5 separate regions of the Sus scrofa genome follow, and all the other regions are linked to region 4. A link is a contact called in public HiChIP or PLAC-seq data. All regions are on one chromosome and are shown on one strand. The core of a region is the stretch at or near the end of the contact, and the rest is flanking DNA. Distances in the headings are between cores, read along the strand shown.

Region 1 (5,443 bases), core at 492-2,991, 220 kb before region 4:
CTGTTCTCCCAGCTCCTTACCTGAGGCTCCTGCCTGGCCTACTTCTCTTCACTCCTCTGACCTGCCTTTTTCTCTTTCCTTCCTCCTGGTTGTTTTTGCTCCTTTCTTCCTCTCCTCCCTTCCCTTTCTTTTCTGTCCCCCTCTGGTTTTGTCTCTTGCTTTTTCTTTCTCCTTTCAGATTCTCTCATTTCTCCTGGCTCCGCCTCTGTCTTCCTCACTCCCCTCCCCACCCACCCCTTCTCTCTCTAGATTGTTTACATATGAAGGGCTTTTCTCGCTCAGAGTCGCTCTCTTCTCTGAGACACACAATTCTAAGTCAGACCATTGCCCCACTCCCTCCCCTGCCTTTTCTTTAGACCTGAACTTGGATGAGGGTGGGGGGTTGATGTCCTGAGGAGTCTCGTGGAAGCTGAGTGGAAAGGAAGAAGAAAATGGAGAAGGGGGATACTCTGTATTGGAGAAGACTGCATACCGGGCAAGGCCCTGGCCGAGCTGCTGTGACTCCCTGACCCAAGGGGCCTGGTGTCCCTCTGAGGCCTAGTGATCAAGCTGGAGGGGGGACAGCCTCCATCTCTGAACTTGGAGGATCCTATCTCATCCCCAAGCACTGAGCTGGGTTCTTGCCCGACTCTCTCCTTCCCTGAAGGAGAAAACGGGAACGAAAAGCAGAATGGCTCCCCAGCATCTTCTCGCTCTTTCTTTCCTCAACAGCCAGCCCCTCGTCCAACCCCCCTGGGAGCATGCCATGTGAAGAGCAATGTGTAAAGGAAAGAAAATGTCCAATGTGGCCATGCATCCCTACCCACTGACCTCTCCCACCTTTCTCTCTTCCCCTAAAAGTTAATTTGGTTAGTCTCACTTGTGGCCTTTGATTAAATTTCTAAGGGGCCTGGAGAAGACATTTCTACTGCAGAGGGTTAGAGGCACCTGAGCAAGGGCCCCACTCCCTCTGGCAGTAGTGGCCGGGGGGGAGCGGGGAGGCAGTTCTGGAGAACGATCCAGACAAGACAGTAGGAACTCACAGGGCAGCAGGAGCTGTTTAATAGCCTCTAAGTGGGTTCCATCCCTTCCCCACATCAGATCAGAATCTTGTGAACCGGGAAAACAGCAGAAGGAGGGGATCAAAGGAAACCAATCTCTCATACTTTGCAGGCATCGCAGAGGTGGGAGTCAAACCCGGGTGAGAGATGGGTGGAGAGCCCTGTTTGAGGTTGTGGCCGATCCCTGGTAGTAGCTTTTCCCCTGGGAGCAGGAAGCCCCAGGAAGAGGGGACTGCAGGGTCCCCAGGGGATCCTTTCTCCCTCCCCTGCATGAGGCAGAGGCAAGCTGCCTGCCAACCCCTCCCTCAAGGAATGGCCTTGCCTGGGAATGCCCACCACACACAACCTCCTCTTTTTTTCTAGTCAAACTCTGTTTACTCCTTGGCCTGCCTCCCTCCTTCCTCCCCTCTCAACCTTTACTTCTGATTTCTATTTCATGGAATTTGGGATTGAAATTAAACTACAACAGTGCCGCCAACATCAAGTCTTGCAGGAAAAAAAAATACAAAGAAATTTAACAAAAAAAATATATTAATAAAAAATTCAAAAAAAGGGGGGGGAATTGTCCTCTCCTTCGGGTGCGATGGCTGCAGACCCAAGCTCTCAGAGGCTCTCCAGGTGAAGGAGCCCTCCTTGGAGACCCCCAAGCCTGTTACACAGTCCCACCTCCCCTAAGTAGTTAACAACTTCCCTTAAGTTGCAAACAAGAAAAGCCTGAGGTCAGAGCAGTTCTGGCTGCTCAGCAGGACTGCCCAGGAGGGGCGGGGTCCCGCGATGGGGGCGGGGAGAAGGAAGGACCGGACCAGGCACCAACCCCCGGTGGGGCTTGCACCAGGAAGCGCTGGGGGGAGAGGAGCGGAGTTGAGACTGAAGCCAGGTGAGGCTGGTGTCAGGGTTGGCGTCCCGGTGTGGGGACGCCGAGGCCGCCTGAGACGTGAACGCAGATTGCCGCGAAAGAAACAGCGCTGGGCTTTAGAAAGGAGATGGCTGAGCTAGGGATGGGAAACCAGGTGGAGGCGGCGAGGGGTAGCGTGGGGGGCGGGGGGAAATGGGCGGGATTCCGGCGCATGCTCAGTAGAAATGGGCGCGGGGACGCATGCGTAGTGGAGGTCTCCCGCGGTGAGGAGGGGGCGGAATTTGGGAACCCACATGGGGGGAGAGCTCGGTTTTCGGGGAGCTGTGGGACCCGAACCCTCAGAATTTTGGTATAGGGGCAAACCTGGGCAGGAAGCCCGGATACTCCCTGCCAGAGGGTCAAAGCCCTCTCCGTTGCGGGCTCTGCACCCCCAGGATGGTGGTGTCCTCGCTGAAGCTTCAGGAGCTAATCCAGGAGATTCGTGAGGCCAAGACCCAGGCCCAGGAGCGGGAAGTGATCCAGAAGGAGTGCGCCCATATCCGGGCCTCCTTCCGCGATGGGGATCCTCTGCACAGGCACCGCCAGCTGGCCAAACTGCTCTACGTCCACATGTTAGGCTACCCCGCCCACTTTGGACAGGTATTGACCAGGGACGCCTCTCTTCCGAGTTTGATGAGAGAAGCTAGTGGGGCAGGGTCTCGGACCCTCTTACCTATTTGTGCCCCGATTTCTTTATTCTGCATGGTTGCTGAGCCCTCACAGCATACACCGCAGTCCTTCCCCATTACAGCCCCTCTTGGTCATTCCCTTCCTTCTCTGGCCAGCGCCATTCAGGGCACCTCTTACTCTGTTTCCCATTCTCCTGTTTCCTTGAAACTACCCGCTAATTGAATCTCCTAAACCTCTCTTCTTGTTGAAGGGAGGGTGGTGGGATACCTGCCTTCACAAGTTAATCTGGTGTTAAGGAGAAGGCTAGAGAAGGGACGTTAGTACCTCCAGTTTCATCCCTGCCCCTTCCTGGTCTACCCCCTTCCCTGTAGATGGAGTGCCTGAAACTGATCGCCTCCCCCAGGTTCACAGACAAGAGGGTGGGCTACCTGGGGGCCATGCTTCTACTGGATGAAAGGCAGGATGCCCACCTGCTAATTACCAACAGCATCAAGAAGTGAGAGGGTTCTGGGAAGTGCTTGGAATCAGGGAGATGGGAGAGTGGGAAACTGGGAAATCCCAAAGGGTTGCCTGCTGCAGGTACTGGGAAGGACTGGATTTCTCAGAGGCTTGCCTGACCGTCCTCCCAAAACTCTGCAGTGACCTGAGCCAGGGGATTCAGGCCATACAAGGCCTGGCCCTGTGCACTCTAAGCACCATGGGCTCTGCTGAGATGTGCCGGGACCTGGCCAATGAGGTGGAGAAATTGCTCCTGCAACCTAGCCCCTACGTGCGCAAGAAGGTGAGATGGCAGGTTCTAGGCACCTGCCCCTCCAGAAACTCACCCACCTGCCATGTGGTGGAGGTGGGGGATGGGTCCATCCTGGCAGACCCTCGCCCTGTCTGAGCCCCCACCTCTGCAGGCTGTTTTGACTGCAGTGCACATGATCCGGAAGGTCCCCGAGCTCTCCAATCTCTTCCTCCCACCCTGTGCCCAACTGCTTCGGGAACGCCACCATGGTAAGACTACGGGGATCCTTGTCCTCTGCCTCAGCTCTGGCTGAGGACAGAAGGAAAACACGGGCAGGAACACCAGCTTCTAGGAGAAGAGTAGCAGGTGCATACAAGCACACACGCACAGTAGGCCCCCCTGGGCCCCGGCCCACCGTTCACCTCCCCTACCCTGACCCAGGCATCCTGCTGGGCACCATCACGCTGATCACGGAGCTCTGCGAACGAAGCCCTGCAGCTCTCAAGCACTTTCGAAAGGTGGGCTGGTGAAGGGTGGGGCCCCGGGCCAGGAAGAGAGAGGCTGCGGGCTTGGAATGGGGCTGAAGGCTGAGAGGATTTGGAAAAATGCCCAGGTTGGGCTGTGCCCTCCCTCCAGGTGGTGCCCCAGCTGGTGCACATCCTCCGGAGTCTGGTGACGACGGGATACTCCACAGAACACAGCATATCTGGAGTCAGCGACCCCTTCCTACAGGTGGGCTGACCCTTCCCTCCTGTATCCCTGAACAAAAAGCCTAGTAAGCCCATGGCCAGTGGTCACCTCACAGAAAACACTTTTTTTTTTTCTTCTGCTTTTTAGGGCCATACTCACTGCATATGGAGGTTCCCAGGCTAGGGGTTGAATCGGAGCTCCAGCTGCTGGCCTATGCCACAATTCACAGCAACGCTGGATCCTTAACCCACTGAGCAAGGCCAGGAATTGAACCTGCAGCCGCATGGTTACTAGTCAGATTCGTTTCCACCGTGCCACAATGGAAACTCTACCTCCCAGAAAACACTTTGGCTTAGTCAGTGTCTTGGGCAGGAGAGTGGCAGGCACAGACTGCCCAGGTTATCCCAGGACCGGGGTGGGAAGGGAGATGCCTGAAGGTCAGAAAATGTATTTTGGTAACAATCAAAAAAAAATAATCCTGTCCTGGAGTTCTCTTGTGGTGCAGCAGGTTAAGGATCCAGCATTTCACTGCAGTGGCTTGGATCACTGCTGTGGTGTGGGTTCTATCCCTGGCCCAGGAATTCCCACATGCTGTGGACACAGCCAAAAAAAAAACAAAGCCTGTCCCCAAGTCACCCGGCCTCACACACCTCTGATCCCCTCATAGGGCCAGTGGACCTGAAGGGGTGGGGTGGAGACGCTCTAGGAAACCAGCCGGACCCCTCCCAATCCTCTCCTCAGTGTTGAGTTTTTCTCCTCCGCCCCACAACTCCTTAAGCTAAGAACCACCCCACCAGCCTTTCAACCTCTAACTCCATTTCAGGTCCAGATACTTCGTCTGCTTCGGATTCTGGGTCAGAACCACGAGGAGAGCAGTGAGACCATGAATGACTTGCTGGCCCAGGTGGGGCAGTGGTGGGGGCTGGTTAGGTGTGTTGCTCTGTGAACCCACTGACCGGGCGCAACATCCCTCATATGACCACTCTCCGTGAGGTTGCCCGAGGTCTCCGTTTCCCTCTAGACTGATCTCCCTGAGGACTGGGACACCGTCCACCTCAGTGCAATGCCTTTGGTGCATAGCAGGGCTCGGTGAACTTTTTTTTTAATTCAGTGAATTGAATTTTATTACATTTATAGTTATACAATGATCATCACAACCCAATTTTATAGCATTTCCATGCCAAACCCTTAGTGCATCCCCCCACCCCCTAACCTGTCTCCTTTGGAAACCATAAGTTTTTCAAAGTCTATGAGTCAGTATCTGTTCTGCAAAGAAGTTCATTGTGTCTTTTTTTTTTTTTTTTTTTTTTTTTTTTTTTTTGTCTTTTTGCTATTTCTTGGGCCACTCCTGTGGCATATGGAGGTTCCCAGGCTAGGGGTCGAATCAGAGCTGTAGCCACTGGCCTACACCAGAGCCACGGCAACTCGGGATCCGAGCCGCGTCTGCGACCTACACCA
Region 2 (5,758 bases), core at 1,618-4,117, 200 kb before region 4:
CTGTAAGGCCCCATGGGACACATAACCCCATACTTCTGTGGATGAACTGTCTACAAGGGAGCTAAGCCTGGGAACAAAAAAACCTGCCATTGCTTGCCCCGCGGTCTGTCACAGACACAATGTTCCTGCCTTTTACTCAAGCCAACAGGACAAACTGAATGAGGATTTGGTTGTAAAAATGAGAGGACAGGAGTTGGAGGAAGGAAGGATGGATGGAAGGACTGAAGTAGAGAACTGACAAATGGAACTGTAGGACAGACTCATGCAGTGGCTGGAGGTAGAGAACTAAGACAACCACTGGGCTAGATCAGGGACACATGGAAGGATTAAATCCAGGTTCTACAGCTATTGCAAAAGAGGAAACGATTTGATAGAGCCCTAAGCAAACTAAAAATACAGAGTTCCCATCGTGGCTCAGTGGTAACAAACCTAATTAGTATCCATGAGGATGCGGGTTCAATCCCTGGCCCCACTCAGTGGGTTAAGGATCCAGCGCTGCCATGAGCTGTGGTGTAGGTCACAGACGAGGCTTGGATCCTGTGTGGCTGTGGTATAGGCCAAGGGCTACAGTTCCGATTGGACCCTTTGCCTGGGAACTTTCATATGCAGTGGGTGTGGCCCTAAAAAAAAAAAAAAAAAAAAAGCTAAAATAACTCCCCTTAGAGAAATAGCCTCGGAGACCCTCCCCACTAACTGGCCCAGTGGGTACATCCAGAAGAGGGACAAAGGAAATACAGAAGGGCCTATCTCCCTCACCAAGCATGCTGCTGACGCTGTGGATCTTTTCTAGGGCAGCTGGGACTTCAGCCTCCTCACGCACCAGGGCCTCTACCTCACCCACAGCGTAGCCAAAGTCAGCTGTATCCAGGTCCACTCTGAGGGGTGGCTCCTCTTCATCAGCTCCAGACGGCACCAGTTTCCAGCCACTGCGCTGGGTCACAAAACTTGCTATTTCCTGCAGCCCCAGACGGTCCAGCACAGCAGCCACACCCCCAGCCCTGGGGACCTCAGCCCTCAGCACCTCACAGAGCTGGGCCACAATTGCAGACTTAGCTGTGAGCTCCGTGTACTTAGTGCAGGGTTCTGAGACACTTGCTGCCCCAGCATATTTGAGCTGCCATCCACTACCCTCTCGCTGTCGCAGCCAGTGGTCAGACCGCATGAGGCTCAGCTCAGGGGTATCATAGTAGCTGTCTCGGAAGGTGATTCGGTGCTCCAGGATACCTCCCAACTCCTGCAGCCGCTCCTCTATGCCGGGCCCGGGAAGGAACTTTCGTTCCACTTCAATCAGGCCCAAGGCCATGTTACCTGCAATCAGTCCATCAACAAACATTACTGAGCTCCCAAATAACCCATTTCCTTCCCCCCTCCCCAAGAACCTGTGAGTCGCACACACTGTCCCAAGGCTCTCTGTTGGGGGCCCTTTCTCCCTGCCTCTGTGATGGATGGCCTTCTCTGTCTGATGTTTTAAGGCTCAGCAACAGGTATAGGTCTGGGGTTAGACCCCTTCCACTGCTAATGATGTCCTCAATCCAAAAGGCTCCCTAGAAAGCAAGCCTTGTAGCGGATGTCCTTTCAATGCGCCCCCTCTATACCTCGCTACTCTGGGAGGTCGGCGGCTCACTACCTGGGAAGACTCAGCCCGACCTCCCCATAGGACTAGCCAGCGGAGCTTCGGGTCTCACCTGAACGCGCCAGAGTCTCCCTCTCGCGGGACCTGGAGAAGAGAGAAGGGAGGCCACGCCACGCACGCGAGGAATGCCGGGAGCAGATCCTGGCCCAGGACCTCGGCCGGCGCTCTGCACACGGGGGAGGTCCCGGTATAAGCGGCCATGTTAGGCCCGATGTGGCGGTGCCGAAGGCAGGCCAGGGCCCGAGATACCCGCTAGGTTACGAGGGGCCGCAACCTCCGCGGTGAGCAAGGAGCGAGGTGGTACTCCCGCGCTCTGCTCCTCATCCCAGAGCCCTCGGGGCTCCCGGGGCGGGGATGTGGGGAGAAGGGGTAACATATGGGTCTCAGGCCGCAGGCTGAGCCCAGCACCTTGGGGTTCAGGTGCATGATGGGAGATGTAGTTCCATAGCGAGACTTTGCTTTCTTGCCCCACCCGTCGCTATAGTGACAGGAAAGCTGCGATTAAAGCCAGCCAGACTCTACGTAAAGTTGAGCTGGGGCTGGTGGGGAGAGACGGGTGCGAAAGGAGCTGAGGCCCCAGTCCTGTGTCCAAACCCCTCACTCTGTAGGCAGATGGGGCTGGAATAGAAGCCACTCACTCTCTGTCAGCAGGTATTTTATTGACTATTACCATGGCCTACTAAGTGCAGGCCAATGGCAATGAGCTGGGTGTGAGGGGAAGATAACTGAGACCAGTTTAGCCACTCTGGAGTTTTAAAGGGGAAATAATACATCCCCATGAATGTTCAGGATAAGGGTGGGTGGGAGACTTCATAGGAGGAGGAAGAGATATTATTGGATGAAAACTAAACTCATGATGGGATTTCAACGGTTGGAGACCTAGATGGAGCTAGGAACAGTGTAAGCAATAGCCCAGAAGCTGGAGAGCATCTGGCCATTGGGTAAAGGAAAGAAATGAAGGAGCGGGTTGGAAAAGGCCTTGAGTGCCCAACTGAGGAGTTTGTCATTGAGTTTCCAGTTGCTACTGAGCAGGCTTTGTCAGGAATAGAAATATTCATGTTCACTTAAAACACAGGTTAAGGATCTGTCGTAGTCACTGCAGCAGCTAAGGTTGCTGCTGTGGAGTAGTTTGATCTCTGGCCTGGGAATTTACACATATCATGGGGCAGAGAGAAGTAAATTTAGAAAATAAAAACACTGGAAGACCTGAAAATGGCCCTTCGACTGCTTTGGGAGACAAAATAGAGAAGGCTAAGGAGTTCCCTGGTGGTCTAGTGATTAGGATTTGGGGCTTTCACCACTGCAGCCTGGTTTCAATTCCTGGTTTGGGAGGACCAGGCTGCTTACTCCCATATCAAGCTGCTTACCACCGCCCCCCACCGGTTCCAAAAAATAGAAAAGACTCCTTCTCCTTACTCCTTACTGGGACTATGGTTACCTGGAAGCATCAACTGTATGTCTGACTCTTGGGTAAGGTAGTTTGAGGAGGAACAGCAGCAGCTCTTGTCAACTCCTGGGCTCCCTCTTATGATGAGTGAGAAGTGCTAGGGTGGGCACCTGCCCTCCCCAGTATGTTTCTAGAAACATGTGACCTGTGGGAGGTACTGTGGGGAGGACACCAGTTTATAGACATGGCATCTTCAACTTAGAGTGTCTTGGATGCATACCCCCCCACACCCCACCCTATGATGGGCACCAATGGGCAGGGAGGGGAGCAACCTCAGCCCCTAATTCCTTTTGCTGGTCTGCTTGTCATCTGTACTTTGCTTTTCGGTTTTGTTGCTCAGGGGAAGACGTAATCTCTCCCCCCCCCCCCCCCGCCCAGAGTTATAAGGTCCAATCCAGTGGGGCTGAGGCGTAAGTTTAAGGAAAAGAAAAGACCAGACTCTAAAGCTGGATAGACCTGGAGTTGACAACTCCCATCTTCACTTTATTGGTGTTGGGCAATGGGCAAGCTACTTCGCCTCCTTAAACCTGTTTTCTCTTTGGTAAAATATGGGCTGTTTCACAGTTAAGTGTGAGGGGTCAAGGACAAACTGTCACACCACAGAGATTCAAAATGTTAGTTTCTTTCTCCTTTTTTCCTGTGAACTCCCCAAGATATTTTTCTTTTAAGGGAATTAGGCTATAGCAGCCAGTGTGGGCTCTGGAATGAAACCATTAAGAGTGGCTCAGCAGGTTAAGAGCCGGACTAGTATCCATGAGGATGCCGGTTCTACCCCTGGCCTCACTCAGGGGGTTAAGGATCCAGCACTGCCGCGAGCTACAGTGTAGTTCAAGGACAAGCCTCGGATCTGGTGTTGCTGTGGCACAGGCTGGCAGCTGCAGCTCCAATTCCACCCCTAACCTGGGAACCTCCATATGCCATAGGTGTGGTCCCAAAAAAGAAAGAAAAATATTTTTGAATCCTGGGAATTCCCTGGTGGCCTAGCAGTTACAGACTGGGCATTGTCACTGCCGCACTGCTGCAGCTTGGGTCACTACTGTGGTACAGGCTTGATCCCAGAATCTAGCAGCCACATGCCACAGACACAGCCAAAAAAAATTTTTTTTTTGAAATCTGGCATGAATGATGTTCACTTATTGGCTTTGTGACCTTGGGGCAATTAGTTAGCTTGTTTGTGTCCTGGTTTCATCAACTGTAGAAGTAGATTAAGTAAGTTTATATATGCAAAAGTGCCTGGAACTGTGCTTATGCACTCAATACATTTTAGCAGTTATCATTATTAGAATACAGGAAAGCTTATGAGGTGATAAGATGAGAATGGGGAGCCAGAACCTCCCCTCCCTCTCCCCCAACTCTGGGTACTATGGTGCCAGCTCCAAGCCAGTGCCACCAAGAAGGGCAGGATCCTTTAACACTTTCCCATCTTCTCCTCCTTTTGCCTACAGCAGTCATGTGTTTTGTTATTTTGCTTTAAATCAGTTCCATAACGAGACTTGGCTTCTACCAGCTTCCCAGAGCCATCAGAGGCCTCTCTCTATTTTTCCCACTCTTTTTTTGCCTTGTTAGTTCCCCTTCCTTCCTGTTAGGTGCTAGAATCTTATCCTCCATAGCAATTATTCTGAGTCCCTAGGAGCTTCAATCTCCTCCAAGCACTGACAGAGTCGAGCAGGTGGCCAGGACTGCTGGCCTACCTTACTTCAGGCCTCAGGTCCCTCACACGGTCCACGAAGGCATGCGGACACCACGCTCTAGGGCGGTGGGCGGGCAGGAGCCAAGTGACTACAACTCCCGGCATACACCGCGGCGGGTGGGCCGCTGCACCTGCTCAGTGGGGCCGCCCCGGGCGCCTGGGTATTGATTATTCCATTGTGTGGGACGCCTCGTCTCCAGCCAGTGAATGAGGCGGAGGAGTGAGGGCGAGGAGGAGGAGGAGGAGGGCGAGGAGGAGGAGGAAAAGGAGGAGGAGGAGGCAGGGAGCGAGCGAGTGCCCAGGGTGAATCAATGGAAACCCCCTCACGAAGCCGGGAAAACACTTCAGCCGCAGCCAAATAGCATTGATTATTTTCCTTCACTTCCCTCACCGCCGTGAATTTATTTATTTATTTTTTTCCTTCTCCGTCCCCGACGCCCCGGAGTGAGCGCTGGAGGGAGGGAGGAGGAGGGGAAAAAAAGGAATCAACACATCGGAGAAGTCCCTTCCAAGAGCCACCCCCTCCCCTCCCCGCCTCGCGCTGCTCGGCGGCCGCGGTTCGACTCCCGTCCCTGCTTCCAGCTGAGGTGTAAGTGCATCGATTTCCGATGCTGCTGGGTTGGTTTTTTTTTCTCCTCTCCCTCTCTCTCTTCTTCTCTTCCTTGCTCTTTGGAAGCTTGAGACGGAGGGGAGAGGAGGCGCTCGGAGACTGCCGCTGGAGGGCACGGAGAGGGACGGGAAGGGGCTGGGGGAGGGGACCCAGACAGACGGACAGACTGAGAGCCTGAGCAGGAGGGACCGGGGTGTGGGAGGGAAGGAGAAGGCCTGCGGGCGGGAATGGGGGCAAGAGAGAGATGCCGGGGAGGAGGCAGAGACTGGGAAGGGAAAGGCATCGAGGCTGGACCAGGAGCCAGCCAAATAGACTGAGAGTAACGCGAGCCTAGACGGACTGCGCCGAGCCGTGCGGGGAGCTGGGGTCCCGGAGGGA
Region 3 (5,731 bases), core at 818-3,317, 190 kb after region 4:
TGGTATCTACAAAGAAAATTACTTTCCACCTATCTAGTTTACAGAAAAACAACAGGGTCCTTTATTTAGGTTATTATCCAGCTACCTTAGTGAAGGCACCCAAGAATAACTGCATGTCATATTTGCCAATTTTCCTCTCTCTCTCTTCTCTCTCTTTTTTTTTTTTTGGTCTTTTCTATGGCTGCTCCTGCAGCATATGGATGTTCCCAGGCTAGGGGTCGAATCGGAGCTGTAGCCACTGGCCTACGCCACAGCCACAGCAACTTGGGATCCAAGCCTTGTCTGCAACCTACACCACAGCTCACGGCAACGCTGGATCCTTAACCCACTGAGCAAGGCCAGGGATCGAACCCTCACTCATGGTTCCTAGTCAGATTCGTTAACCTCTGTGCCATGACAGGAACTCCTTCCTCTCTCTCTTTTTCAAACCCACTGCCTCTCTCCATCATTCTTATAAACAATCTAAAAATAACCAAAACATTCCACATTCTGTGTTCATTCTTTCCCTTCTAATTCTATGTTCCAGGTTGAGTAAAGACAAAAAATGATTCACATAGGTCCAACCAAAAAAGGGGGGAGTTCTCTGGTGGCCTAGGGGTTAAGGATCTGGCATGGGCACTGCTGGGGCACAGGTTCGATCCCTAGCCTGGGAGTTTCTGCATGCTGAGGAACCCCCTATCCCCCAAAATAAATATATAGGTCCAACACATCTTGCCTAAAATGAAAAAAAAGGTACATATTTTTAAATTTATCAAGCAGTTAGTTGAGGTTCAGGTGCTAATCATTCCAAAGCTATCAACAGTGGGGGAAAAGAAGAAAGGAAAAACATCCTGTATGATGAAAGAGCCTTCTCTGCAATGTGCATGTAACCTCTGAAATATGCCAAGAACTTCATAACCCCCTTATTTTCCTCTATTTCCTGTAAAGCATCAGGAAAAATTAAAGAGCAGATTAAGTGAGGGCACCTTGCCCAAAATAAGATTAACAAAGTAAGAAAAACAGAAAAAGCCAAGTGGTTGTTTATTCAGGACCGAAAAAAGTCTAGTTGGTTTGGTGGTTTAGGGCTCTAACAAGTGTTCTACTGCTGTTGATGTGTGACAATTCATGTCTGAACAATTTTCTTTCATGTTTAATATAATATCTATTGATGCCTTGCCACTGATCCGCATCACTAATGCAACTGGAAGGTCAGCCAACTTGAATTGTTTTCAAATCTCAGTTTGAATCTCTAACAATGAAAACCTTAAAATACTTGTCTGTGACCTATTTTACTGTTTGTATTTCTTCCGCTGTAAATTGGAGTATCTGCAGTGACAAAGAAAAGGAAGCCAGAAGCAATTTACGTCAGTTCAGTACCAAAACATTCCCAGTGACGTTGCCTTTTTCACAGTGGCCCTACAAGAAGCAATTCTTCCTAAGGGAATTTTCTTCTCTATTTCGTGGAAAGGGAGAACTTTTTCCGAGTCTTGCGATATGGCTTTCACGGTAAACTTAAGTTCAATGATTATGAATTGGTTGACAAGCCGGGTCCAAAGACACGGTCAACTTTGGAGGCTACAGAGCCTAGCATTCCGAGGTCCCAAAAAGCAACACAGCCTTAGCTGGGAGTGGCAGGGTTTCGGAGGGTGGGGGGGTGGCAGCTGTTTCCCTAGGGGAATGGGAAGCTTGCCCTACTGACTAGCCCGCAAACACCGAGTCTGACTCGGCCCAGGGAGGTACTTTTACCCCGCTTACCTCCCGTTTCCTCTCACAGAGGACCCGGAGACCGTCACAACAGCGCTATCCTACCATCGCCGCCGCTTCCCGGTTTCCTGAAAACCCTAAAGAGGGCCAGCCCGGAAACCCACGCACTTCCGGTCCCGGACCAGCCCCAAACACCCAAGTGCCTTAGCGCCTCATCCTTAGGTCCGGAGATAGCCGAATAACTCCGATTATGGGTATGCCAGAGTCGAGAGCTTCCGAACAGATTCGATTCAAAGCCTCGGTAAGACGAAGCGAACCGAGCTCTGAAAGCAGCACGAGGGAGGGAGGAGCGGCCGGTAGGATGGAGAAAACCGATTGGTGCCGATGTGAAGACGGAAACACCCGAGCAGTTCCGAAGGAATTCGGGGAATTCTAAGTGGTAATCGAGGGGTTGACTCTAGCAGTGGGCGGGGTCAGCTCGGAACGTTCGAAGGGCGTTGGCGGAAATTACCGAAGATGCCCGAAGCCGTCGGGACGGACCCGAGTACCTCACGCAAGATGGCGGAGCTGGAGGAGGTGACTCTGGACGGGAAGCCTCTTCAGGCGCTGCGGGTGACCGACCTGAAGGCCGCACTGGAACAGCGAGGCCTAGCCAAGAGCGGGCAGAAGAGTGCCCTGGTCAAGCGGCTCAAAGGGGTGAGGAGACTGCGTTGCCGGCGTGTCGGAGGGGAGCAGACCCGGTAGAGCCGAGTCTCTGTCGCGGCGCAGGCGCAGTGTCCGGGCTCGGCGCGAGCGAGCTCAGGCCGCCAGCGCGAGCCTCCGGATCCGCGCGCACGGTGGTTGGCGAGGCTCGCTCTGGAGTGGAGATAGCGCCGGTTCCCGCCTTAACGGTAGCGGCGCGAGCCCAAAATGGGAGGGTGTGCGCTACTCTCCTAGAGTGTCTTAAGCTCCTTCCTCCTTCCCCCACCCCCTCCTTGTTTGTGTCTATGGTCTCGGCGCATGCGCTGCGGAAGGAGTTAAATCCCACTACAACCATCGGCGTTGCTGGCCTGAGGGGGGCGAGTTGGGCTGGGTCGGAGTTAGGGGTATAGTTGGGTGGAGGGGTTGATGGGGTTGGTATCCTTACCCGAAAGAATAGAATTGGAGCGGTGGAGGGGGAGGGGGGAGTCTAGTTGATTAGATTAGGTGAAATGAAGAGAAACCTTGATTTGAAGGGACTTGCTTAGGGAGGAGTGTATACTTTATAGGGCTTCCAGAAGCAATTTGAGTGGATAAGAGTTTGGTGAATATTGATGAGAGAGGTGAGACAGGCTGGTTTTGTGCATTAAGGTGGGATTGTCAAGAGGTAGGTGAATGGATTGATGTGTAGAGGTTTGTAGACGCAGGGGAGGTGAGGATCTCGGTTTTAATTAGTGCTGGTTAGGGTACGTGGCCGAATAGTACAAATTCGGGCTGGGTTGGCTCAGGGTTACGTTGGCAAACCGTTGCTTATACTGAAGCTGACAGTTTCGTATGTGTATTGGATCAGACCACAGTTTATAGAATCTTTGGTCATTTTGTTCGGTAGCCTCCTCTTTGAAATTCTTATAAATATGACAAATCTAGGAGCCACTCTCTTGGAAACAATACAAGTTCACTCAAGTAGACCTGTTCCTGGGTAACTGACCAAGTAATTCATTCAGGCCAAAACCTTTTTGGTTTCATGTATTTTTGAATCTAATTTAATTATTTGAAGTGAAGGGCCAAATTTAGAAGGGACATTAGTCAGAAGTGCAGAAGATAATAGGGATTGTAGCACTGGTTCTGTCACTGATTTTATTGCCTAGCCAGGTCACTGATTTTCCCTATGTGCCTGCATTTCACACCTGTACATTTGAGAGCAGTGACCATGGCCACTTTTAGGGGTCTTGTGAAGATGAATGAGAACAATATTAGTAAAGGGCTTTTAGGTCCCTGGAAAAGGAGTACTGTTTAAGTGTGTATGATTGTTTTTAATGTCGAGATTGGGAGAAGGGTGTTTTTTGTTTTTGTTTTTATGGTTTCTGATTTTCACCCTTCTTTATACCAGGCTCTAATGCTAGAAAATTTACAGAAACACTCAACACCCCATGCTGCATTCCAGCCAAATTCCCAGGTAAGAAAGAAGGTTTATTAGGAGTGGGCTCTTTGGGTGCACAGAGACATGGAACGACAAGATAATTGTATATTTGATGCTTAATTTATCACCAATATTTTCTTAAGTTCATGAGTTGGAAATATTTTCATACTAGGATGGTTGACTTCTAATAAATTCAGGAATCAGGAGCTGCTAGTTAATTTCTGATTCTTGAAATGGTGTGTGCAGAATGAGTGGAGTACAAGGCTCTGAAGTCATTTATTTGCCATTAATTTGGGGAAAGTAGTTGATGTCTTTGAATGTAGATATGAAGTAGATAATCAGCAGAGCAGTTTAGGAAAATACTTGCTGATAAGGAATTATTGCGTTGACATAGATTTTCCCAGAATTCAGTCCTTTGGAAATCATCCACCATTACTAGTATTAATACTAACCATGCAGTTACTCCTAATCTTCAGTTGCTCTGTTATTTAGGACAAGAAATCTAATCTTTGAAGAACTCGGTTTCCTCATATATAAGATGAGAAAAGGTTGGACTAGATCTGTAGTTTTATAATGGCTCTGCTGGAGTTTTGTGGAACTGCTTTTGGAGGCTTCCCAGAAAAATATCTTCTTCCCAGTTGACCAGGGGTTCACATTCACTTCCTAACCTAGATTAGATGTACTTCGGTTTGCTTTGTATATAGAGTTTCTGCATAAGATTTCTTTGGAAGAAATCATTCCCAGTTTAAAAAAAAAAATTCTGAGGAGTTCCCGTCGTAGCACAGTGGTTAACGAATCTGACTAGGAACCATGAGATTGTCGGTTCGATCCCTGGCCTTGCTCAGTGGGTTAAGGATCCAGCGTTGCCATGAGGTCGCAGACTCGGCTTGGATCCAGCTTTGCCATGAGGTCGCAGACTCGGCTTGGATCCCGCGTTGCTGTGGCTCTGGCTGTAGGCCAGTGGCTACAGCTCCGATTAGACCCCTAGCCTGGGAACCTCCATATGCTTCAGGAAGCGGCCCTAGAAAAGGCAAAAAAATATATGTGTATGTATAATAATTAAAAAAAATTCTTAGACTACATGGCCTCTTAAGATTCTTTTCCTCTTTTAACATCCCCTCATAGTCTGTCATGCACTTAAAGGAAAAATCCAGGTCTTTGTTAGTACAGTGGTGTGCAGCTCCAGTACTAGATGAAGTCCCAAGATACCGTGGAAAAACAAGAGAGCCTTCCTATTCCCTTGTTATTAGTTCATTAAGCTAAAAGAATCATAATCTAACTAGCTTACAGAAGTTTAGTTAAGTACTTTAACAAGCATAAGAAACTGCATAAGTTAATCCTTTGCCGTTCTATTTCTTTTGCCCATTACATTTTAGTCTTTGGAGTTTTGCTTTTATTAACATAGCCTTTTTGCAACAAATATATGTATTCTCTAGTACTTGCAACCCACACTTCTTCACTGTTCATGAAGTACCAAGAGACTAATTTCTATTTTTTTTTTTTTTGCCATTTCTTGGGCCGCTCCCACGACATATGGGGGTTCCCAGGCTAGGGGTATAATCGGAGCTGTAGCTGCCAGCCTACACCAGGGCCACAGCAATGCAGGATCCGAGCCGTGTCTGCAACCTACACCACAGCTCACGGCAACGCCGGATCATCAACCCACTGAGCAAGGGCAGAGATCAAACCCGCAGCCTCATGGTTCCTAGTCAGATTCGTTAACCACTGCGCCATGACAGGAACTCCCTCTATTTTAGATGAATGTAAACATTATCCATGCTCATGGAAGATGACTAATGATATAGGAAAGTATTAAGATTTTTTTCATTTTTCTTTTCTGGATTTCTAATAGGTATTGCTAAGCAAGAAGGTTCTCAGGAGGAGTACTTGTGAAGAGAAGGCTAAAGGGCAGAGGGTGACACAGGAGTCTATGTTGCAGAAAAAATGGGA
Region 4 (5,638 bases), core at 1,241-3,740:
CTTTGAGTACAATGTATTCGTATTTGTCCAAAAAAATGGAAACTTTGGGAATGTGGAAATTCCCAAGCCAGGGATCAAACCTTGCACCAGTTGTGCAGTTCTTTAACCAGCTGTGCCACAAAGGAACTGCCCTCTGAACTTTCAAATAGAAGAGTCTAATCAAAATTTGCAGCTATTCTTGGATTATTTTAAAAGGATACAGAGAACCTGGGTTTCCACATGGTGGAACAAGGTGGAGCCAAGCAGAAGCTGGCCTCCCCCCATTCAGTTCAAGATCCCACCCACATGCAGCCCCCATCTTAGTTGTCTGTTGGATCTCTTAAGGCAATTAGGTGAAATCCTAATACCTATTACCATTAAAAAACAAAGACCACTTATTTTAACATCCATTTAACTTACTGCTCAATATAAAATTATGGTTAAAAAATGTCAATTTACTTCCTCACTTACCCTTTGGGATGGCCACTAAATTTGTCACAGAGTATAGTAACGCGGTTGACTGAACCACAGCCATGAAAGTGTGCTTCCAGCTCTTCTGCTGTTGCACCATAGTCCACCTGTGGGGGGGGTACATCTCACAGATAATGGGCAAACTCCCATTTCAACAAGTACTGGCCAAGCCTTTGGGCTAGGCCACCTATAAACACCAAAGCAATTAACTCTATTTTCTAAGGAACTCTTTTCTTTCCAATCCCATGGCCTCTGCTAATCACCATTAACTTTCACCTCATTCCAACCCTCCCTCTACTCCTTAAATCCACCACCACCTATCCTGGAGATGATTCAAGACTCCCATTAAATAATCCCCCCCACAATAAGAGCTTCCCCAACCTCAATCAAGGTCCTAGTACATACATTGCCAACATAGATAGATCGGGCATCTGCCTCCATCTTCTCCTCAATGGACATGATAACTGGGCCAGCTATGAGGGAAGGAAAAAAAAAAAAAAAAAAAATCAGAAAAAAATCCTTTTTTTACTTAGCCAATATATGCACACCATTACCACAACCGCCACTAGCAAAGACAAAGATTTTGGTCTATTCTAGCCCCTATTCCCACTGCTTAGAACACAATAAAACAGTCTAGCATACAGTAGGTGCTCATTAAATATTTGACAAACGAAAGAAGAGATCAATACATTAAAAGAAAAAAACAAACTAAAAAAAACCACAACAGTACAGGAATTCCCTCCCAACCCCAAATCAAGTCCCTATTGAATAGCTTTGGTTGCAATGATCTGGAAAGTGAACAAAATTAAGTGGGCTGAGATTGGACGTTTCTGGATTAGAGAGGAAGCCCCCTGAAGCTGAGCAGTTCTCTTAAGACTCCTAACTAAAGGGTCTCCAACTGAGAGAACTATTGGACTTGAAGGTCAAATGCCAGCTGGCAACCTTCACAAAGGGCAGAGAAAGACTAAGAACAAAGAGCAACACATTTGTAACAGGAACAAAGGGAGGCACAAGACTACCATCACCAAAACAGACTCGGTCTCACAAAGGTCAGAAACACACAACGGACTACGACCGAGGCACCTGCCCAATAACTGCTCAGACAAGCAGCTCCAAGGTATGGAGCATCCAATCCCATATGAACCGTGCTCCCATAACCCTTCCAATGCGAGAACCTGGGATCCGCGTGTAACCGCCAGTTACTCACCATTGCCTGGTGGTGGACTCATATTCATCTGCTTCTCTACTTCGTTCTGTAGCTCCTTTAGCTTCTCAGCTTCTTCCTCCATCTCCCTGACTCGAGCTTTGATCGCTTCCAGCTCCTACAATGAGTGGGGAGGGTATGGAGAAGAGCTTAAGAGGAACCAACGCAGGGGCTTTGCCCTGCTCTCGATCGGCGCGCGGCCCCAGCCATGCTCTGCCATTTCCCTTGCCCCACGCGAGGGTCATGATAAAAAGAAAATCAAGCTACCTTTTTTAGAACAACACTAGACACCCATTACGTCCGAATCCACCCGGCTGGGCCCCTTCTGGCGGTCGATGCTGCGTCCCCAGCCCGGCCCCAGCCACGTTATTCCCCGCCCACCCCCACCCCCCGCCCGCCTCCCGCTCGCCCGAGCTCTGGGCCTCCCGTGACCCGGCCGGCCGGTCGCCGGCCTGCTCGCTCGCCCTCCTTCCCTCACCGGGTCCTCAATGGCGCCGTCCCCCGGGTCACCCTCGACCAGTCCCGGCTCCTCCTCCTCCTCCTGGCTGCCGGGGGCTCCCGAGCCAGGCCCAGGGCCCGGAGCTCCTGGGGGGGCGCGGGGCCGGGGCGGCTCCTCTTCGGGCTCGGGCTCCGGCTCGGGCTCCAGCAGCAGCTCCTCAGGCTCCAGCTCCTCAGACTCCAAGCCGTTCCCGTAGTCCCCTGCGCCCCCCGGGGCCCCCTCCCCGGCCTCCCCACCGGCCCCGGGCACAAGATGGCGCCGCCGCCCCGGCCCGGAGCCCCGACCGCCCGCAGCCCCCGCTGCTGCTGCCGCCGCCGCCGCCGCCGCCATCGCCGCTCAGACTGGGGCCCGCCGCCCAACGATTGGAGAGCTGCGCCGGCCACGCCGAGGATTCATTAGTCAAGCAGCCTGCCCATCACGGCGAGCTAGGAGTCCATTGGAGAATATTACTTGGCAATCAAATAAGACCCCACCCCTAAGGCGGGGGATTGCCCCAAATTCTCAAATCCCGGTAGGGGAAATCGGTCTGTCAATCAACGCACGTACCACCTCCTCTCAAGCCCTTAGGTAACAATGCCGCCACGCTGTGACGACGTTCTTGCTTCTCCCCCGCCTACGGGCGGATCCGCAAAGTATGGCGCTCCGTGATTGGCCGCTGGCTGAGCGAGTGGAAAGGACCAATCTAGCGATCCCCTCGCCGGAGTGGCCCAGTCTCAAACGCCGACTGGCTCGCGAGATTCGAAGGGCTGACCCCCGTTTTGTGACAGGTGAACTTTGCCCCCAAACGAACTGCTCGGCTTCCAGCGAGGGAAACCCTAGGTCACATGACTAGTCTTTAGGGTGCCGCCATCTTGATACTGTTGGTTGCCAGTATCAAGGTTGAACTTTTGAAAGGCAGAGGTCGGAAACTCTGCGGCGGTTTCTGGAAACCTGTTTCTGGGCACCAGGAATGCCCCAGTAGGTGGGATGTTGCTGGAAATGGAGGGTTCCGAATGGCGCTCTCCAGGAAGGAGCTTACCTTTCCCACTCAGGTTATTGGCACCATTATGCACTAGGTCTCCCCAAACCAGAAAGCAGGGAGGAATTCTCACTCCAGTACCAGTCACAAGTTCTAACCGTGCTGTCTTCCTACATAGGCATACTTTCCAAGCATTCTGCTTATGTCCCAGTTTCAGCCTGTTTTTCTCTTGCTTGGAATGTTTGCTACAACTCCCTAATGTGTCAGCTTCCAGTGTCACCATTTCAATCCACACCACTACCAGACCGAACTGGCTCCCCTTTGCTGGCCAGGTAAAGTCTTAAAATTCCTTGCTGAGGCCTTAAGAGACCTCAGGACCAGACTACTTGGTGTTATTTCCACAATCTTCATTCCAGCGGGTGTATCTGCACCCAGGTCTGTGCCTCTACATGCAGTCAGTCCTTTTTCAAGCAGACAGCTACAAACCCCGTCTTCACCTCCCCTGCGGAAGCCTTCCACTAGCCTCCCGTCTTCTCCCTTGACAAGCGGTCCTTCCTCCGCTGTGCGTTTGAGTGTTCTGTGCTGCCTTTCCTAACTAGAGTTTGCAAGAGCTTGGAGACGAGATTGGACTCTAAATTTGCACCTCCACCATGGGGGCAACATGCCTAGAACATAGTTTTCAATGGTTGACCACAGGATGCATGGGCTGAGGATCTGGGTGCCACCCTTCATCTTCAACGCTTTCCCAGCCCCCAGCCCCTCCTATAGACCCTAGAGGAATTCCACCGCACTGCTGCACTCTTGAGATACCACTGAGACCTAGCCCTGGAAGGCAGGATTGCTACAGTTTAGGGGTGATGCTACTCATTTATTAAAAAGGAAGGAACGGCGGTGCTAAGTTTGCAAGAGGGATATTTATAGCCAGACCAAGCTACCGGTTTCAGAGCCAGATTCACATGAGCTCAACCAAATAGTTAAACAACCTGGACAGGATGTGCATGGCTGGGGTAGGGGGATTTGGATGAGAAGAGATTCCTATTAGCAAACCAAAGTCAAAAGTTTCCCAGTATACCCCATTCTTCCCCACACCCTCATTTTATCACACAAATTCTTACCTCAGGAATAGGGGAACTTGGAGCAGAGTCACAGTTGCTTAAAATTTCACTGAAAATTACTTCATCAGCCATCTCAGCTTCAGTGGTCTGGGAGAACTTAGTTGAACACCGAAGATAAGCTCTAAACAATTGTGAGTTTGCTGGAAGAAAAATCTTCTCTACTGATTTTAAGCAAACCAAGTCTTAGGTGTTTATTGGTACCTAATTACCTTTTTTTTTTTCTTTTTTGGCCACCCTGAGGCATATGGAGTTCCTAGGCCAAGTATCAGATCTGAGCCCCGGTTTGCAGCAACACCGGACCCTGGGCCAGGATCTGAGGACCCATTGTGCCAGGCCAGGGACCCAGCAGGGGTCCTGGCTCTGCAGAGTTGCTGCCAACCCTATTGTACTACAGTGGGAGCGCCTATTGGCACCTAATTTAAACTAAGAAAGCCAATTAAGGGAAATGTGATTTTTTAAAATAATGCCCTTGAACCTCGATTTTGTTGAGCACTTGATTTTGTTAACAGACACCAATCCTAGACTCCTTGTTATATTCTTATTGAATTCTCACATGAAGTAAGAGTCTAAAAACCATAACCTTTTTTAGAGATGAGGAATGAAGTAACTTGCCCAAGTCAAGGAACTAATTAGAAATGAGTAGAGAATTCAAAGCCAGCTTTCAAAGCTCAGATCAAAATTACTATAAGGTCTGTTTTAATACACAAAGATTATAGTTCGCAAGTGTTGAAATTGAGAAGACTAAATTCCAGCAATAGACAAATGTTCAGGCAAACTATAATTATACCCAAAAATTATTATGCACCTGTTTTTAAAAAAAAGTTTACACACAACGTGTGATAAACTTGCAAAAATAATTTTCGGTAGGTCAGAGAATGTAAAATTGTATTTAAGTATTATTAAAATTATGTATATCTGATTTTAAAAAAAAACCAATTTGGGTTTTGGGGCAAAAACAAAACAAAAAAAGTATGATCTTTTCTTTGGCAATATATAACAAAAGCTTTTAAAATGTTGAGATTCTGGGAGTTCCCTGGTGGCCTAGTGGTTAAGGATTCAGCATTGTCACTGTGGTGGTTCAGGTTTGATCCCTGGCCCATGAATTTCCACATCCTGTGAGGGTGGCAACAAAAAAAAAGAAAAAAAGAAAAAAATAATCTGAAAACTAGACAAACATTTGAAAATAAAGATGTTTGTCAAAGTGAAAAAGTGTCCCAAGTGGGCCTTTTAAGGAAAATTATTGTACATAATATATGTCACTTTATATAATGATTATGCCTTAAAAACACTTAAAAATTTTTTAAAATTTTTAAAAATTTTTAAAAATTTTTTAAAAATATATTTTTTCTTTTTATCACCAAACCTGTGGCATATGAAAGTTCCTGGACTAGGGATTGAATCGGAGCTACTGC
Region 5 (6,075 bases), core at 3,268-5,767, 170 kb after region 4:
TGTTATTAAGTGCTTGCCTGTGTACTGTGCTGAGAGCCTGCAAACTAACTGGGAAGAAGAATGGCGTCACCAGCCAGGGTGGGTGACAGAGAGAGAGCACCAAGCTGAGTAAAGGGAGGTGAAGGCAGGGTGGACCCCCAAGACCCAGTCAGCAAAGCCTTCTGGCATCAGGAGCAGACGCCTGTGGCGACACGGGGGATGGGGGGGGTGGGGATAGTATTGGAGGGGGTTGCTTAGGAGAGCACCCGGCCGGTACTGGGAGGTGGGATGGGGTCCACTCAGCTGTCCTAGTGGAGGACTAGGATGCCCGAGGGATGAGGGGAAAGGAGGAAGCTGTCAAGGTAAGGACATGTACCTCCTCGTGCTTTGGGCTAGCTGCTGGAGGAATTTGGCAGGATGAGCCCGTCCTTGCTTGGAGTCTCTCCTTTGTGGGCAGTGCTCCCAGCCGCCTGTCCTGAGACAGCATCATCCAGAGCCAACGCTGCTGACAGACGTGGGAAGGCAGAGGGTGGAGGTTGCGGGGGAGGGGTTAAGACATCCCCCTTCACCATCTGGGACACAGAGGACACTGGCAGGCAAGATGCCTCCATTCCCAGTCCCAGCCTGGCCCCAGCATGCCTGTTTCGCAGCTGGCGTTCTAGACCGAGGCTGGAAGTTTGCCACTCACATGGGACACAGGCATTTGGCTCCGAGACCCGGCTAGCCACCCAACAGCTGTGTGTCCTTGAGCAAGTCACTTAACCTATTTAGCACTTTTAGAGGGACAGAAAAAGAAGATTGAACCTAATCTCAAAGGGTTCTTCAATCTCCCAGCCCAAGTTTATCCCAAGAGTGAGGACAAACTGGGCAGAAGCAAGTCTTGTGCAAGAAGCCCTTCTCTGAGCCTCACATCTACCCTTGGGGACCCCCAGTTCCCCAACACACACTTTTCCTTTCCCCGGGCTGCCTGCAGGCTCCTTTATGTCGCCCCCTTCCAGCAAGTCCTGCTCTCCCCAGTCTCCTCGCACTCCCTGGAGACTCGGCCTGGGGGCCCCCACTCGCTCTGTAAGGTGACACTTGCTGATCTTTTCAAACTGCTCAAAAGGGCAAATGTGGGTCTCCTCCGGGGCAACATGCATTTATTTTTAACCTGGGCCTTTACCCTGTCAGTCACTTTAATGCAAGGAATTTCACATGCTCTCCCTCTGATCTTGGGAGCCTTTGAAGGTCACTGAAAACATAACTGCTTATGGATTCATTTATTAATGTAGTAAAAAACAACTCTAACCATTGTGTCCAGGATTCTGTTAAAGGCTGTGGCAATAGCAAAGTTATCCCTGAGTTTTCTAGGTCAGCACAGACTTCAAATATTTTATTCCACTGTCTCCATAAGAATATTCAGATATATCTGGTAACTTGGACATTGAAGACTCAGCGTTGTCACTGCGGGCGGGGTTAGATCCCTGGCCTGGGAACTTAAGCCTGCTATGGATGTGGCCAAGAAAATTTTCATATATGTCAACCCACCTGTCCTTAATTTTAGTTCAGGCAATAGAGCCATCCTAGCTGAAGATGTAACCGGCCCCACCTTCAAGGAGCAAATGGTGTGAGGGGGAAAGAAAAAAACGATGCACACAGCACATAAGCGTGCACCTCAGGGTGCATCCAGCCCACTCCGCTGGGCTACAAGCTTCTGCAGGCAGGGCTGGACCCACCAGGTCCCCAGAGCCTTCGGGTTCCCACTGTAGTGCAGTGGAAATAAATCTGACCAGTAGCCATGAGGTTTCGGGTTCCATCCCTGGCCTCACTCAATGGGTTAAGGATCCGGCATTGCCATGAGCTGTGGTATAGATCGCAGATGTGGCTATGTTCCTGTGTTGCTGTGGCTGTGGTGTAGGCCAGCAGCTGTAGCTCCGATTCGACCCCTAGCCTGAGAAACCGTATGCCACAGGTGTGGCCCGAAAAAGCCAAAAAAAAAAAAAAAAGAGAGAGAAAGAAAGAAAAGCCTTGTCCAATTGAGGCTTCAGGCAAGGCAGCAGATAGTATGCCACTTAGGAGACACAGATAAGCCCCGAAGGGGGCAGTCAGAGGAAGGCGGGAAAGGAGACTGACCGGCTGAGACCAGTTACTTTCCCTACATTATCTTATTCCAAGTTTAACTAAACAACCAACAAAGTAGGCGTTACTATTGCCTTTTTACAAGTCAGATTCAGTACCTCATTGAACGACTTTGAGACTTTGAAGGTCACCGAGCGGCAGGTGACAGAGGGGGATTTGAGCCCGGTTCTCTCTGACCTGTCACTGCCATGCTGCCTCTTTGTGGAAAAGACTCGGTGATGGAGGTGGTGTTTGAACCTGTTACAAAGTCATGAAGATAATACAGGTGCATGGTTTCAGTTAATGCACACAAGGAAAAAAATTGCAGTTGCAGGGAAAAAAAATGATCCTGCTGACCAAATGACCATGGGGGGCTTCTATCCGCTCCTGAGCAATTCTGCAGAACCCAAGGATCTCCCAGCCCTTGACTGGCACTGCTCTCCCCACCTCCTTGCGGTGCGGGCCCCTCACCCCCACCCCCCGCCCAGGCATCCAGAGCACCCCGGTTACTGGGAAACACGGCTTGTCGGTGCTCCAGCAACGTCAGCCCAGGAGATGAGAAGCCAAGATCACTTATCTCCCCCACGGCTGCCGGCTGAGCTCCCGAGTTTTTTCATTTCCTGCCGGCCTATTTGCACACCTCCTGCTTCCTCCAGTGCCTGCTCCCTTGCTCCTGACGCAGTCTCCCCCTCCCCCTAGGGTGGCCAACTGGGGTCAAAGAAGGCTCTCTGAGTCACACAGCTCCCCCTTTCCCCTTCCTTTCACCCCCTGGGGGGTTGCAAGAACTAGACTATTACCCTTTCCTCAGGTTGATGCCACATCCTTGCATGACCTTGGGCGGCTCAGTCTCTCAGCCTTGTTTTCCTCCTTTATAAAGCAGGGATAAAAATACCATCTGTCTTGCTTACTTTCCTATTTAATTCACAGGCAAATGGTCTGCAAGGAAAAGCGTATGTTTCAGTAATCGAAAAAGCATAACACCAGAAATGGCAAGGCCTTAACTATCGTCACTATTTGGGGTGTCATTTCTCCTCATGAAGACAAGGGCCTGGCCCCAGTCTTCTCTGCCTGCACGCTCTTCCTGCAACTGCACTGCGAGCCCCATCTCAGCCATGTTTCCTCTTCCTCCTTCCAGGCGTCTGGCCCTTGCCAGGGCTGTGGGAAGCTGCCCTCTGCCGGCTACCTGATTCCTGACTGCAGCAGCCCCTCAAGTCCTGAATTTTGGACGAATATTACCACCTGGTGGTTAAATGAGACACTGCTGCCAAACTGAAGCAGCTCAGCTCTGAGACCTGTTTGTCACAGGGTCCTTTGAAATGGAGAGAAGGCAGAAATCTCCCCCATCTGGGTACCTGAGCTCTGTCTCTTGGATGCAAGCAGATCTCCCCATGCCAGCTCGGGACCTTCAGAGAAAGTACCTCAGACTGTACACAGAAAGCTCCTGGGGGAGTTCCTGTCGTGGCTCAGTGGTTAACGAACATGACAAATATCCATGAGGACGAGGGTTCGATCCCTGGCCTTGCTCAGTGGATTAAGGACCCATTGTTGCCATGAGCTGTGGTGTAGGTCACAGACGCGGCTCAGATCTGGCATTGCTGTGGCTGTGGCATAGGCCAGTGGCTACAGCTCTGATTGGATCCCTGGCCTGGGAACCTCCATATTGCTGTGGGAGTGGCCCAAGAAATGGCAAAAAGACAAAAAAAAAAAAAAAAAAAAAAAGAAAGAAAGAAAAAAGAAAGAAAGAGAGAGAGAAAGCAAGCAAGCAAGCAAGCAAGCAAGCTCCTGGGGGAGGTGGAGGGAGGGGATGCTAAGTAGAGGGGTAGCTTGCCTGATTTGCAGGGAGCCCTGTCTCAGGCTGCCTACGTTATCTTTATTTATTTGCTTTTTGTTTTTCAGGGCCACACCCACAGCATATGGAGGTTCCCAGGCTAGAGGTCTAATCAGAGCTGTAGCCGACGGCCTACACCAGAGCCACAGCGACACCAGATCTGACCCACATCTGCAAACTACACCACAGTTCACAGCAATGCTGGATCCTTAACCCACTGAGCGAGACCAAGAATCGAATCCACATTCTCATGGACTGTAGTCGGATTCTTTTTTTTTTTTGGTCTTTTTGCTATTTCTTGGGCCGCTCCCACGCCATATGGAGGTTCCCAGGCTAGGGGTCCAATCGGAGCTGTAGCCACCGGCCTACACCAGAGCCACAGCAACGTGGGATCCGAGCCACGCACGTCTGCAACCTACACCACAGCTCATGGCAACGCCGGATCGTTAACCCACTGAGCAAGGGCAGGGACCGAACCCACAACCTCATGGTTCCTAGTCGGATTCATTAACCACTGCGCCACGACAGGAACTCCAGTAGTCGGATTCTTAACCTGCTGAGCCACAATGGGAATTCCTGCCTACTTTTTTTAGCATTTAGTGCCACATGTAGCTGCTCCGCATTTGCCCCCTTATGGCCTGACCCTTGGTGTGCCTGACTTATTAAACCTTCTGGCCTCCACAGGGCACGGACAGAATTTGCTGGTGACAAAGATCCAGTAACATATTTCCACATGTCCTTTCCTTTGCACCGCACCCAGAGTCCCTTTTGCAGATACAACAGGTAAAAGCAGGGCCACAGCAAGTGCCTCTGACAGGAGGGAGTGGGGAGTTCCCAGAGGAAAGAGAAAAGGGAAGAGAGAGGGGGCCCAGCCTGAGACCAAAAGTGCAGAGCGAGCCATGGGCTTCTCCTGGAGACCCTGAAACAGAGCCCCAGGAAGAGGTGATGACAAAAGAGAAGGCTTCTCAACCCTCACAAGAGGAAGTGGACCCAAGAGACACGCATAGAGGTCAGAGAACGGCCATGCAGAAGGAAAAACAGCAAACCGAGCTGCAGCGAGCGCCTGAGCCCTGCGGCCCAGGCACAGGAAGCGGGCAGAGCCCTCAGGACCCAAGGAGGGCAGAGCGCCAGCCTGAAGCTCTGGCAGTGCAGGCCGGACGCTGGAACCACGAGAGGAATGTAGCTGCCAGTTCCTGGGGCAGCAGCCTGCTGGGCCCTGGAGCACAGGGCCTAAGCCCTGAGCAGGTGCCTCAGCCAAGCCTGGGCAGTCACAGCCCATGCCAGGCTGCTAGCGCTGGCCCAGGCTGGAAACACGTGAGGGCTTGGGCTCTTGCACAGAGCCGGTGCAAAAACCTAGCAAAAGAGCCTCCTCTGCATCATGAGACGGGGCCTCGTATAAGGCTTAGTCCCAGGCTGATAACTACTTCCTAGACCCCTCAAACAACACCCCTTGGCCTGCACCCCGGAGAGTGGCTCAGAGAGGTGGGGCTACAAAAGGAACTGAGCGGCCCTGGGGGTAGGTGGAGCCCAGCCCTGGGAGGTGGGGGGGACTGAGAGGGAGGCGTGTCAAGGGAGGAGCTCAGATCAGGCTGGGGGTCGGCACTGGGAGAGGGTTTTCTCTGTTCGTTCTGACGGGGCACTCATTCTGCACAGGACTTTTTGGAAGTCGGAGGGAGGAGGACACTCAGAGTGAGGGGTTGCCCTCAACGGGGATTCCAGAATCTCCCGGACTCGAATGAGAGGGGGAGGCCTCTTCCCAGAAGCATCAGCTTCTGGGCATCTCAGAACCCTGGCTCAAGCCTGACCAGAGTGCCCCCCTACTGCGAAACAGGCCAGGGCCCCCATTTCTCTAAGGCCTGCATCCCTCCCTCCGGGGTGCGCCCTGCCCCTCCCTGAGTCACCCCAGGGAGAGAGGGGAAAAAAGGGAAGAGAAAAGAGGCATTGACTACAGAGGAAGGAAAAGGAAACAGCAGAGGAGGGAGGAGAGGCCACGCAGGAGTGGGTGACAGAGGAGATCAGAGAGGGCAGATCTAGGGCAGATCTAGGGCAGGGGGAGATAGCAAGCCGAGCATCCCAAAGGGCGCCCCAAGAGCAGGCCGCCAGGGGCGGGGAGCTGAGGGGGCGGGCCGGCCATGTCCCACGGGACCTACTACGAGTGTGAGCCCCGGGCT

The links. HiChIP or PLAC-seq counts read pairs in DNA pulled down with a chosen protein or histone mark.
Region 1: a contact with region 4 is called in an H3K27ac HiChIP or PLAC-seq map of alveolar macrophages. The contact joins the promoter of AP1G2 here to the promoter of PABPN1 in region 4. A contact is called at or near these places in 1 of 5 promoter capture datasets (fetal skeletal muscle), 4 of 47 Hi-C or Micro-C datasets (epiblast stem cells, fetal heart ventricle, mesenteric adipose tissue and 1 more) and 2 of 2 datasets of contacts at active chromatin or transcription factors (alveolar macrophages and skeletal muscle).
Region 2: a contact with region 4 is called in an H3K27ac HiChIP or PLAC-seq map of skeletal muscle. The contact joins the promoter of THTPA here to the promoter of PABPN1 in region 4. A contact is called at or near these places in 8 of 47 Hi-C or Micro-C datasets (embryonic fibroblasts, epiblast stem cells, fetal heart ventricle and 5 more) and 2 of 2 datasets of contacts at active chromatin or transcription factors (alveolar macrophages and skeletal muscle).
Region 3: an H3K27ac HiChIP or PLAC-seq map of alveolar macrophages shows a contact between it and region 4. The contact joins the promoter of ACIN1 here to the promoter of PABPN1 in region 4. A contact is called at or near these places in 1 of 5 promoter capture datasets (skeletal muscle), 1 of 47 Hi-C or Micro-C datasets (liver) and 2 of 2 datasets of contacts at active chromatin or transcription factors (alveolar macrophages and skeletal muscle).
Region 5: an H3K27ac HiChIP or PLAC-seq map of alveolar macrophages shows a contact between it and region 4. The contact joins the promoter of CEBPE here to the promoter of PABPN1 in region 4. A contact is called at or near these places in 2 of 5 promoter capture datasets (fetal liver and liver), 2 of 47 Hi-C or Micro-C datasets (embryonic fibroblasts and epiblast stem cells) and 1 of 2 datasets of contacts at active chromatin or transcription factors (alveolar macrophages).

Annotation. Positions count from the first base shown.
Region 1 is chr7:75,531,390-75,536,832 of Sscrofa11.1, forward strand. AP1G2 (AP-1 complex subunit gamma-like 2) reads left to right here and starts at 1,742. Exons shown (of 21, transcript XM_013978200.2): 1 at 1,742-1,917; 2 at 2,331-2,535; 3 at 3,205-3,346; 4 at 3,468-3,564; 5 at 3,737-3,813; 6 at 3,932-4,027; 7 at 4,809-4,889. The coding sequence starts at 3,263. It overlaps JPH4 (junctophilin-4), which reads left to right. Exons shown (of 6, transcript XM_001928670.6): 6 at 1-1,594. The coding sequence ends at 24.
Region 2 is chr7:75,550,854-75,556,611 of Sscrofa11.1, forward strand. It overlaps THTPA (thiamine-triphosphatase), which reads right to left and starts at 2,868. Exons shown (of 3, transcript XM_001928723.7): 1 at 1,686-2,868; 2 at 757-1,308. The coding sequence starts at 1,303. It overlaps ZFHX2 (zinc finger homeobox protein 2), which reads left to right and starts at 4,023. Exons shown (of 11, transcript XM_021099229.1): 1 at 4,023-5,359.
Region 3 is chr7:75,949,136-75,954,866 of Sscrofa11.1, forward strand. ACIN1 (apoptotic chromatin condensation inducer in the nucleus) reads left to right here and starts at 2,068. Exons shown (of 19, transcript XM_021099243.1): 1 at 2,068-2,379; 2 at 3,752-3,817. The coding sequence starts at 2,200. It overlaps C7H14orf119, which reads right to left and starts at 1,912. Exons shown (of 2, transcript XM_003128551.4): 1 at 1,735-1,912.
Region 4 is chr7:75,754,032-75,759,669 of Sscrofa11.1, forward strand. PABPN1 (poly(A) binding protein nuclear 1) reads right to left here and starts at 2,491. Exons shown (of 7, transcript NM_001243548.1): 1 at 2,133-2,491; 2 at 1,658-1,772; 3 at 856-923; 4 at 451-557. The coding sequence starts at 2,483.
Region 5 is chr7:75,922,135-75,928,209 of Sscrofa11.1, forward strand. CEBPE (CCAAT/enhancer-binding protein epsilon) reads left to right here and starts at 4,518. Exons shown (of 2, transcript XM_001924414.4): 1 at 4,518-6,075. The coding sequence starts at 6,037.